Regions from separate parts of the Zea mays genome. Here region 2 is linked to region 1. A link is a contact called in public Hi-C data. All regions are on one chromosome and are shown on one strand. Each heading gives the region's core, a stretch centred on a gene start, on an enhancer-like site or on the middle of the called end of the contact. The rest is flanking DNA. Distances are from core to core; before and after follow the strand shown. Region 1 holds the start of LOC100274743. Region 2 overlaps LOC103652327 (alpha-glucosidase 2).

Region 1 (4,855 bases), core at 679-3,178:
AGAACCTTCTCGGAGATTGAGATCTTCAGCTCTTCTCTTAACTGAGGATCCACAACCCTCCATGATGTCTGTGTCCTGTGCAACTCCTCGAAGGCCAAGTTAAAGTTTTTGAATCTATCCTTCAATGCGGCTTTGAGTGTGCTTGATGAACCCATCGTGTGCGGAAGCCCATCATCTCTCAGGCAAGCTAACACCCTAGTCCATGATGATCGAAGATACCCTGTAGAGTATTGCCTAATCTGACCACGACGCTTGCGAATCCAGTTATCACCAAGCAATGTCTTGAGCTCTGAATCTTTCACCTTCTGCACAATATACAGCAGATTATTCATCAAAAATATGTTCTGCAACGCTTCATCCTCATACAGCCTCGATTTCTCATTGATCTTGCACTGTAGGTGTGTGATCAGCATGAGCACGCAGTGCCCCAATGGAGTCATGTTTGGATTATCAACCCCGGTCAGCTCAGTATCCCAACATTCCAGAAGCTTATTTAGCGAGGCATTGTAGTCTGCAAGCAGCCACACATAGTTCATGACATAGCGGGTAAGGGGATGGATCTCCCCACCAGGCAGTGCTCTCCGAGAAGTATCTCCCTGTATGTCATTAGCAAACTCTTCGATCGTGCCACACACTGCATCCCCAAGCCGCAAGAGTATTCCCTCGGCCTCCTCCTTGATGAAATTCTTTGCATCACCCGAGAACAAACCCTCAAGCTCTGGCAGCACCTCAGCGAGCGCCTCATACATACCAAGGATGCGGAACAGCTTCTCGGTGGACCTCTTCCCAATCGCAATGGCGTCACCAAAGTTCAGCATCTGCAGGACACAACCCTTGGCCGCCTGAGTGAAGCACTCCTCCTCAGTGTTCATGTCCGGCGAAAGGATCTGCCTGCAGATACGGCGCTCCTCAGCAAGGAGGCCCCGGACGACGACCTTGAGCGCCTGGATCCACTTCCTCATCTTGCCGTCAAGCACGCCCCACTCCACCCGCTGCACCTCCTCGAGGCTCATCTTGTCGACCCCGAGCACGGCAAGGCATTCCATGAGCGTGTCCCGGCGCACCTCCCCGTATACCTGGCACAGCTCGGGCGCGTAGCCGGCGCGCAGCATGACGTCGGCGATGTCCCTGAGGACGCTGACGGTGTCCGGGGCGATGAGGTAGGGCGAGATCTCGTCGTCGGAGGCGGAACTCCTGCCGCCCTGCTGCTCGTTTACCCCCTCGGCGGCGACGGCGGCGTGGTGTTGGGCAAAGGAGGGGCAGTCTAGGTCTACGGCGGAGGAGTTGAAGGAGGGTACCGTGAGCGAGAGTCGGCGGAGGAGCGAGACCTGGAGGTCCTCCGCGGCAAGTGGCGGCGCGCCGCGGATGAGCAGGTGGCGGAACTCGTCCTCGAGCCGCGCCATGGCGGTCTGCAGCGCGGCCTCGGCGCGCGGGCCCGGCGCGCCCGTGAGGCAGGCGGCCGCGGCGAGGTACTCCTCGCCCTCCCGCGAGTCGAACACCAGCGCGTCGGCGGTGGGGGACTCCCAGCGCTCAACCACCTCGGCCGCCGCGTCCCACTCCGCCTCGGCGCGGGCCGCCGCGTCGCCTTCGGGGTCGAGATCGGGCTCGTCCCCTTCCCCCTGAGAGGTCCCCTCGTCCGCCTCCAGTATGGAATCGACGGCGGTAGGGGGAGGAGGGAAGAGGTCGGACATGAGCGAGAAGCGGTTGTCGAAGCGAGAGAGGATGCGGATCATGTCGTCGGCGGCGTTCTTGGAGTTCGCGAGCGACTTGACGATGTGCTGCGCCGCCGCGATCACCTTCTCCTGCCCGTCCGGCGGCGGCGGCGGCGCCGCCGCCATCCTCAACTGCCGCTGGATTAGGCGGCTGCTGCGAGCTTCTTCGAACGAGGGAAGAGAAGGGGAAAAGGCCGGGGGAGAGAAGAGGAATGGAAGGGGAAGCGAAACGGAGTCGACTACCCGCTGTGCTGAGCTGGGCGGTTTTGAACGGGTCCACCAGCAACACCACCACGACTGTCTCATCAGATATCGCTCTTTTTTGATCGTACGGACGGGATTCGTTGGGAAGTGCTGTGTGTGTGACACAGCCTGTGTCTGACTGACTGCGGCTCTCGTCGAGCATGATCTGATGGTTCTCCGGTTGTTCGCTTTCCGGACTCGGAGTGCCGTAGCTCTAATTTATATAGGTAAAAGTGTAAAACACTGTTGAAATCAAGATTGTTTAAGATGATGAATAGTGTTAAGAAAACAGTGTTAAATTTATTAATTGATTGTGTACTTATTTATACACTAGGAACGTGCTCGTACGATACCACGGAACACAAATTGCGACCCTTCAATGGACTTAGGGCCCTGACGACGGACAGCGTGAGTACAATAGTGATGACAAAATCCGTGATTAAACATAGATACTGAACGATATAAATATGTCTACTCAAATAGATTGAAATAGAATCGCACAAATAATTTTTAAAGAGTAAATATATAATGCTTAATCATAACCAATTATGTTGACACCTTGTACACTAAGCTAATCTTTTTAACAATATTGTTAACTCTCTGTTGTATGTTTGTATGGATGACATATCTGCACGAATTATCCTCGTAACTTAGGGCCCCTTTGGCAGGGCTCTGGCTTCTCCAAAAACGGCTTTGGCTCTGGCTCACGAGGTGAAGCCACTTCTTTAGATGAGCCAAAGCCATTCTGAAAAATCATTTGGCAAAACGGCTTATAGGTTGTTTTTCAGAAAGACCCTTGTATAGTTTGGACTGGTGGGAGGGCTATTGTGCGTGGCTAGGGATTGAGGGCAGGACCAAAAAAAATAATTTGGACTGGTGGGAGGGCTATTGTGCAAAAATGACGTGAGCTGAAGCCGGGTGAGCCACTTTTTTGGCTCATGACTGGTGAAGCCATTTGAAAAAGAGGTGTTTGGCACAACTTTTGCATGAGCCAGAGCCGAAGCTGAAAAATAAGCCCTACCAAAGGGGCCCTTAACAGCTCGATAATAAAGTTCCTCCGAAAAATCTTTGCATCCTACACATAAGACATAAGAGAACAAAACACCAATTTATTATTATGTAACTGGAATGAATCTTATGAATATAAAAGGAACATATTCCACTCACCCTAACAAATTTCATTCGACTATCGTTCCTGTTGGGGACTTGTTCTCAAATGCTAAGAATTAAGAACAAGGCAACATAGAAAATGTTAAGTGTAAAAGTCCTTCGTCCTCCATAACATTATATCCCTTTGGAATATAAAGCATCTCGGACGAAGGTTACGAAGGACGTAGCTTCGTAAGCGTGACAATGAGGAACGAAGCATTCATATAAATCATGAGATATGAAAATACTTAAATGTTATCATAAAATCATTTCCATTTTCAATATTATAAACGAATGTAAATGACTCCAAATTACAAATGTACCTTCGGTCTTGAAGAATACAAGTGTGATGTGAAGGCAAATGACAGGTTCGTGTGAACAGTACGGGGGTACTGTTCATCTATTTATAGACACAGGACGCAGCCTGTGACGAATTACAATTATGCCCTTTACAAAAGTTTACAACATTATCTTAGACCTCTATGGATAAAAAGGTCATTCTATCTTTATGTCGGTTTGCAACGCCGAAGCTCTATAAAAAGGAACCTTCGGCCATTTCCTGGGGACGATTTCAGCCGAAGCTGCTTCTTCACGCAAGACCTTCGGCGCAACGAAGCATGGGCCCAACAGTAGCCCCTTTCGCGGCGCTAGATCGTTTTTCGTAACGAGCTTGAACCGTGAAAAAATCCTCTCAAGCTTCGGGAAGCCGAAGGTCCAAAAAACACCTTCCCTGAGCTCGTTGCCGAGAAACGATTCATTTCCCGAGATCGTGTCGGTCCCACCTTGCAGAGTCACTGTTTGGTCTTTGCGGTCCACTGCGCAGCGAGTACAAGTTACTGCCCGCCTGGTGTAAAAACCCTGCCGCTTCGCCTTCTTACCTGCAGCACTATATAAACAGACGAGTAGGTGTGAAGTTACCACAGCATTTACTGCTATTTGCACTGTTTTGCTGCCAAAATTTTTAACCATCACCGAAGCTTGTTTGTCAGGTTTGAACGAAGCTCCATCTTGAAGCCTGCTTCGGAGAAAAAAGTATCAAAGTTTCACAAGTTCATAATTAAATGGCCAGAGTTCGCTCTACAGCTAGGGTTGAGCGTGAGGGGGACGAAACTGAAGCTTCGGAGACTGTGCCCATCTCCGAAGCGATGCAGCGCTCCGGACTGGTGACTGCGGAAGAAATGCCTGCTGCCGAAGCAAACCCGACAACTGCCGAAGGAGAAGGGAACATTGAAGAAACCGACTCCGAAGATGACTACCGTATTGCCATGCCCAGCAAACCCAGCCACCTAGACTTCGGAAAATCAACTGTTTCAAAGGTTGATCTCGCCAAGATGGTGAAAGCAGGTTTTTTCAGTGAAGATCAGAAGAAGCTACTTCGCTTCGGGGGAGAAGAGACCACCCCGAAGCCAGAGAAGGACGAGGTTGTCATCTTCAAAAGCTTTTTAAAGGCTGGGCTAAGATTCCCTGTTCACGAGATTGTTGCGGAGATATTGAAGAGGTTTGACATCTACCTTCACCAGTTAACTCCTAACGCTATCGTTAGGCTTAGCGTTTATATTTGGGCCCTCCGAAGCCAAGCAGTGGAGCCTTTTGCTGACAGTTTCTGTCGAGTTCATGAATTGCATTATCAAACAAAGGCCAGAAAAGATGGGCTTCATGAAAACTTCGGTTGCTACAATTTTGCCTACCGGAAAACCGCAAAGTTTCCTGTAATCAGCTACCGAAGCAAATGGCCGGCAGGCTGGAAATCA
Region 2 (4,834 bases), core at 103-2,602, 120 kb after region 1:
GCTCAACAAGAAATGGAAAGGATGGCCAATATGATTAATTGTAACCTGGGAGCTTTGCCGTTGAAATACCTAAGCATTCCTATTTCTATTGGTCGTCTAAAACCCTCGGCGTTCGGGCATATTGTGGGAAAGATGGAAAAAAGATTGGACCCTTGGAAAGGGAAACACCTATCTTCCGGGGGAGACTCATTTTGACCAATTCTTGTTTAAGTAGTCTACCGATTTATACTATGGGGTTCTACTTCTTTGGCAAGGTGCCAAAAACTCTAAAAAATACCACATGGAAAAATGGGATAGTTTGACCAGGCCAAAAGACTAAGGTGGTTTCGAAATCACAAACACTCTTCTGATGAACAAATGTTTACTTGTGAAATGGAACTGGAAACTATGACAAGGCTCGGATGATTTATGGTACAAGCTTATTAAAGCTAAATACATGAACATGAATAACTTTTTCCTTTCTAAAAATAAGGGAGTTTCTCAATTCTAGCAAGGTCTTCACAAGGTCAAGCACTTATTTTAATGGGGTGCGACAAACAAACAAAAAATGTGGAAGGGGCCCTTTTTTGGAAAGACATTTGGCTGGGAAGGGTCCCAATTAAAATCAAATATCCTAGATTCTTTGATATCTGCAGGGACAAGGACATTCCTGTTTCTGAATGCTGTGAGGGGGTGAGTGGAGCATAGATCTTGTGAGGCCTCTTACTGATTCTGAATTCTGTTTGTGGGAGGAGCTAAATTTTGAGCTTAGGGAGCACAACATCTCAAGTGATAGACTTAATGTTTTGGGCTCTAGACAATTCCCGCAGATTCACCACAAAATCCCTATATAGATTTAGAACCGATGGAGGTGCCAAAAACTCCGCGTATAAAAAATCTAGAAATACATGGTGCCCTTGATTAAGGTTTTTCTTTGGCAACTTTACAATGGAAAAATCCAAGCGGCCGCAGTGTTAGAAAAAAAGGGATGGAAGGGTAGCACACAATGTTCTCTGTGTGGGGGCAAGGAAACCGTTGATCACATCTTTCTTCAGTGTGTGCTATCGAAATATGTTTGGAGAAGCCTAGAAAATATTTTTGGTTGGGACTGTGTTGCGGTGAGCCTGTTTAACAAATGGGGAGGGGGCAATTCTCAGGCTGCTAGTACCTTTCATTTCTTTATTATGGCTGGGCTGGTTTGGGCCCTTTGGTGTAACAGAAACAAGATGGCAATTAGAAAAAAAATTCCTAACAGCACGTCAGTGGTCATCTACGATGTTGTGTCATTTTTGCAGAGTTAGAGTGTGCTACTCAAGACTGGGAACAGGCGCCGCTGGAGGATATGTTTGCGTGAGCAACAACCGGTTGCGGGACAATGCACTGACATTGGAGTGGTTTGGTTTGAAGATTGAAGACGAGTCCTTTTCATGTCTGGATTGTCTGCTTCGTTTTGTAGACTGGTCTTCTGTCTTTAAGAATTATGCTGTTAGTCGTCATCTGACAACCCCAGTTTTTCTTTCATCTTCTGTTTCCCTGCGAGGAGGCCTACCCTTTCTTGCTTTGCTGTTCCCCAGTGATGTAAACGCTGGTCATAATGCTTTCTTAAAAGCGGAGCTGTTTGCTCGTTTAAAAAAAAAACTGCTAACCACAACCTACGGCTATGACCAGTAGATCGTGCACATAGCCTTATAAAATACTGATTTGGTAGGTACACTGCACTATTTTCATAGTAAAGTTTAAAATAGGTACGAAGATGTATAAACTGCTGGAGCGCAAAGTAACACAGCAAGCGAAGTAGAGACGGTCACAGCATAGACATGGCCCGCTTTCCATTTCAAAACACGTGCCTTGCAACTTGCATTGTGTTGAACTGATTCTCTAGCAAGTAAATGCAAAGGTATAGGTCACATGCTCGGACCAGCAGGTTTCTTCGGGGATCATTGGGGGTGCAAATGGCCAAGCATAGTAAGAGTAGCAGTAGATTACACTCAATAGCAAGTAACAGCTCCACGTAGTGTCAGCTTTCAAGAACATGTTTTCCATATGCTCATGCTTTCCTGGGGTGGTTTTGGCCCCCCAAAATCAGTTCTTCGAGGAGCTAGTTTACAGTATGAGAGTGAACAGGGATGACCACTAACACTCTATAAATGATGCTGAACAGATTGACCAGGAGGTGTTGTCAAAATTTTCATGATTAAGGCAGCAGATGCTACGAATCAAACTATCCCAGTGTTCTGGTTGCAAACCGGGCTAAACAAGCGCCAGCTGCCAGCCCCTCCATTCCAATTGCCATAGCTATCTTCTGCTGTGGTTGTTCGCGATCTATATCTCACCTGTGCAATGTTGGGTAGGACTCCGCCATGATCAGAACAATGAGTGAAGTCCATCCAGTAAATGACCGTGCACCCTTTCCCTTTCCTTTGTCCTTCTGGTCATAGTTTTCCCAGAAGAAACCTGTTGCATCGTAATTCTGCACTATATTCCTGAAAATGTAAAAAAAACCAGGAAGTAGGCGTCAGCAATCTATTAGACAAGCTACAGTTCAGCTAGTTCACTTGGTTTCAACTCGAGAGAAGAATGAACACACCGGATAAGGTTTGATCTTAGCTTGTCATACAATTCCTTTGCCCTGCCGCTATATGGACCATCCTCTACAGGAAAGCAGAATGCTATATCATTATGCCAGCAGAAGGGTTTGCAAAGGGTATAAACTAGGCAATTAAAGAGCTTACTATGTGCATAGTGATGTAGTGCCGAAAGAACCATGTAGTTCATGTTTATCCAAATGGCACCTCTCCAATAAGGGGGGTCATGCTCTGTATTACGCTTCATATATATTGAACTGGACCATGTAAAAATAGATACTTCAGAACCCAGTTGTTGGATGACCAAATAATATAGCTATATAAACCATCTTGAACTACAGTAATAAGGCATTGGGAGCATGAATCAACTTTGACAATTCCATCTAACCACATTGAAGCCCATGACATGCATAAGGCAGGAAAACAATATCATATATGCTTCAGATATCCAAAACTTATGTTTTTGGGAGAAGGGTCGGGGTGGTGGGGGGGGGCATAGAAAAAATAATAGACCTTTTACCTTGTTCTAGAAAGTGATCGAAGGCCATAATCTGTCCACAATATAGATGTGTTAGATATCAGATTGAGCTGCTTCTCAAGAACCCATGATTCCTGATTAGTCAAATGTGATTATTAATTAGGATGGATATCAAAAAACCACTTAAGCGATAAACACAGGGAAGTAAAGAACATACAGGTGGAATAGTCCCCATCATGAATGGGAAGAGGCTGACATAGCCAACATGGGGTACTAACTGCAGCTGAGGGGCTTGTAATGTTCCTCGCAAGAACTCTCGTCTCATATTATTGTTGTCTTTCACATCAAACCATCTCATTCGAACCTACAAAAATAACCTCACAATCAAAGTTGATAACCATGTGTTGCAAACAAAGTGCCAAAGATCAGATGAAGCGCTGCACTGACCTTTTCAGTATGGTTACCATAATCAAAATAAGCACCAATTGTGTCATCCAAGTGTAACTGTAAAAATGCCAATAATTCAATAACTGAATGTAACAAGCAGTAGTCATTGGGTAGTTTGGTTTTTTGAACTAAACCAATATTGTCTCAAAGGCACAATCAGGATTCAGAACATGACCAGTATATAAACTAGAAGAAAACACATGGTTTAAGCCTCTTTTTTTTTTGCAAAATGCGGTGGTAAGGCTTGCCTCCGTTATTTCTTCCCTAGAGCCCACACATGTGGAAGCTGCCAGTACTGTGTCTGTACTTTTTATTCCATACATAGGAAATTGTTGAGAGGTCCACTCTCAAGAGGACAGAAGTTTAGTTTTGTGGGGAGCCAAGTCAGAGCTAAAATACTTGAGAGATCTCCAAAAAACAATTCAAGTGTGATACAAAAATTCAAGGACTTGCTTGTACAAGTATCGGCTTTTGAAAAACAGCTATTCACGTGCCTGAACCTTGATTTGTGACTTCTAATGGATTTCATCTATAGCCTACCCCAACTCGCTTGGGACTAAAAGGCTTTGTTTGTTGTTGAATGTACGAGTATCAGCGTCTGTACTTGTTTCACAAAAAAAAAACAAGGAACTGACAGCACAGTACCTTGTTAAGTGTTCCAAAATCGGAAAGTTGATTTGACATCTTATAGTAATCCTGCAAAAATTCAAGAAAATGTTTGAAAGAAAAGAGCCAAAGTCAATGATAGAGACAAATCAACTTGAAGTAGCAAGTCATATTCCTACATCCACACCGAACTACCTTCTCAAGAGCACTATCCATTTTAAGGAACTCTGCAATGGAACAGATGCAATTCGTAGCTAGAAGCATCCAACAACGAAGGTCAACATGGCGTTCTTCATCATTAGGATGAGATGCACGAGGATAGTCATCCAATCCAGATGTCAAAGTCTGCCAAGTGGGAAAACATCAGGTAAGTGCTGATCAGTACGATAACAAGACAACGAATTATGTAAATACCTTTGGGTTCAACTCCTTTGTCGTTATGTTGTCTCTTCCATGCCAATAGAAGGTGCCTTCATACTTACCTATGAACAATTTATGATAAATAAGCCAAAGGTAGAAGTGTTGACACAACAAGTAGAATCATATATGGAAGAGATGTAAATTATGTCCATTGACCTCACATGGCAATAGCTTTCACTTCAATTCTATGAAACAAATATCTCATATTTTACTGCTTACACAGATTTGTAGAAAGCTCTAGTGCACAGTGTGGAATAACGTGACAATTAGATGGTGTTTATCTCTTAGAGGAATAATCAAAACACAAAACCATTCCCTA

Evidence for each region. Hi-C and Micro-C count contacts between places; a contact is called where the count stands out from the background.
Region 2: a Hi-C map of leaf shows a contact between it and region 1, with 9 times the contacts expected there. The contact joins the enhancer-like site here to the promoter of LOC100274743 in region 1. A contact is called at or near these places in 4 of 25 Hi-C or Micro-C datasets (bundle sheath, ear, leaf and 1 more).

Annotation. Positions count from the first base shown.
Region 1 is chr3:162,128,539-162,133,393 of Zm-B73-REFERENCE-NAM-5.0, forward strand. It overlaps LOC100274743, which reads right to left and starts at 1,929. Exons shown (of 2, transcript NM_001360650.1): 1 at 1-1,929. The coding sequence starts at 1,838.
Region 2 is chr3:162,253,444-162,258,277 of Zm-B73-REFERENCE-NAM-5.0, forward strand. It overlaps LOC103652327 (alpha-glucosidase 2), which reads right to left. Exons shown (of 22, transcript XM_020550385.2): 14 at 4,510-4,577; 15 at 4,291-4,440; 16 at 4,135-4,185; 17 at 3,490-3,546; 18 at 3,260-3,406; 19 at 3,085-3,176; 20 at 2,712-2,821; 21 at 2,567-2,630; 22 at 1,840-2,462. The coding sequence ends at 2,309. Among protein-coding and RNA genes, the nearest start is that of LOC103652327, 15 kb to the right of the region's middle. Within about 2 kb of position 1,353, at least 4 of the 20 cell types and tissues checked have an H3K27ac peak or open chromatin away from gene starts, as enhancers often do. A contact at or near this core is called in ear and leaf, where this site is marked.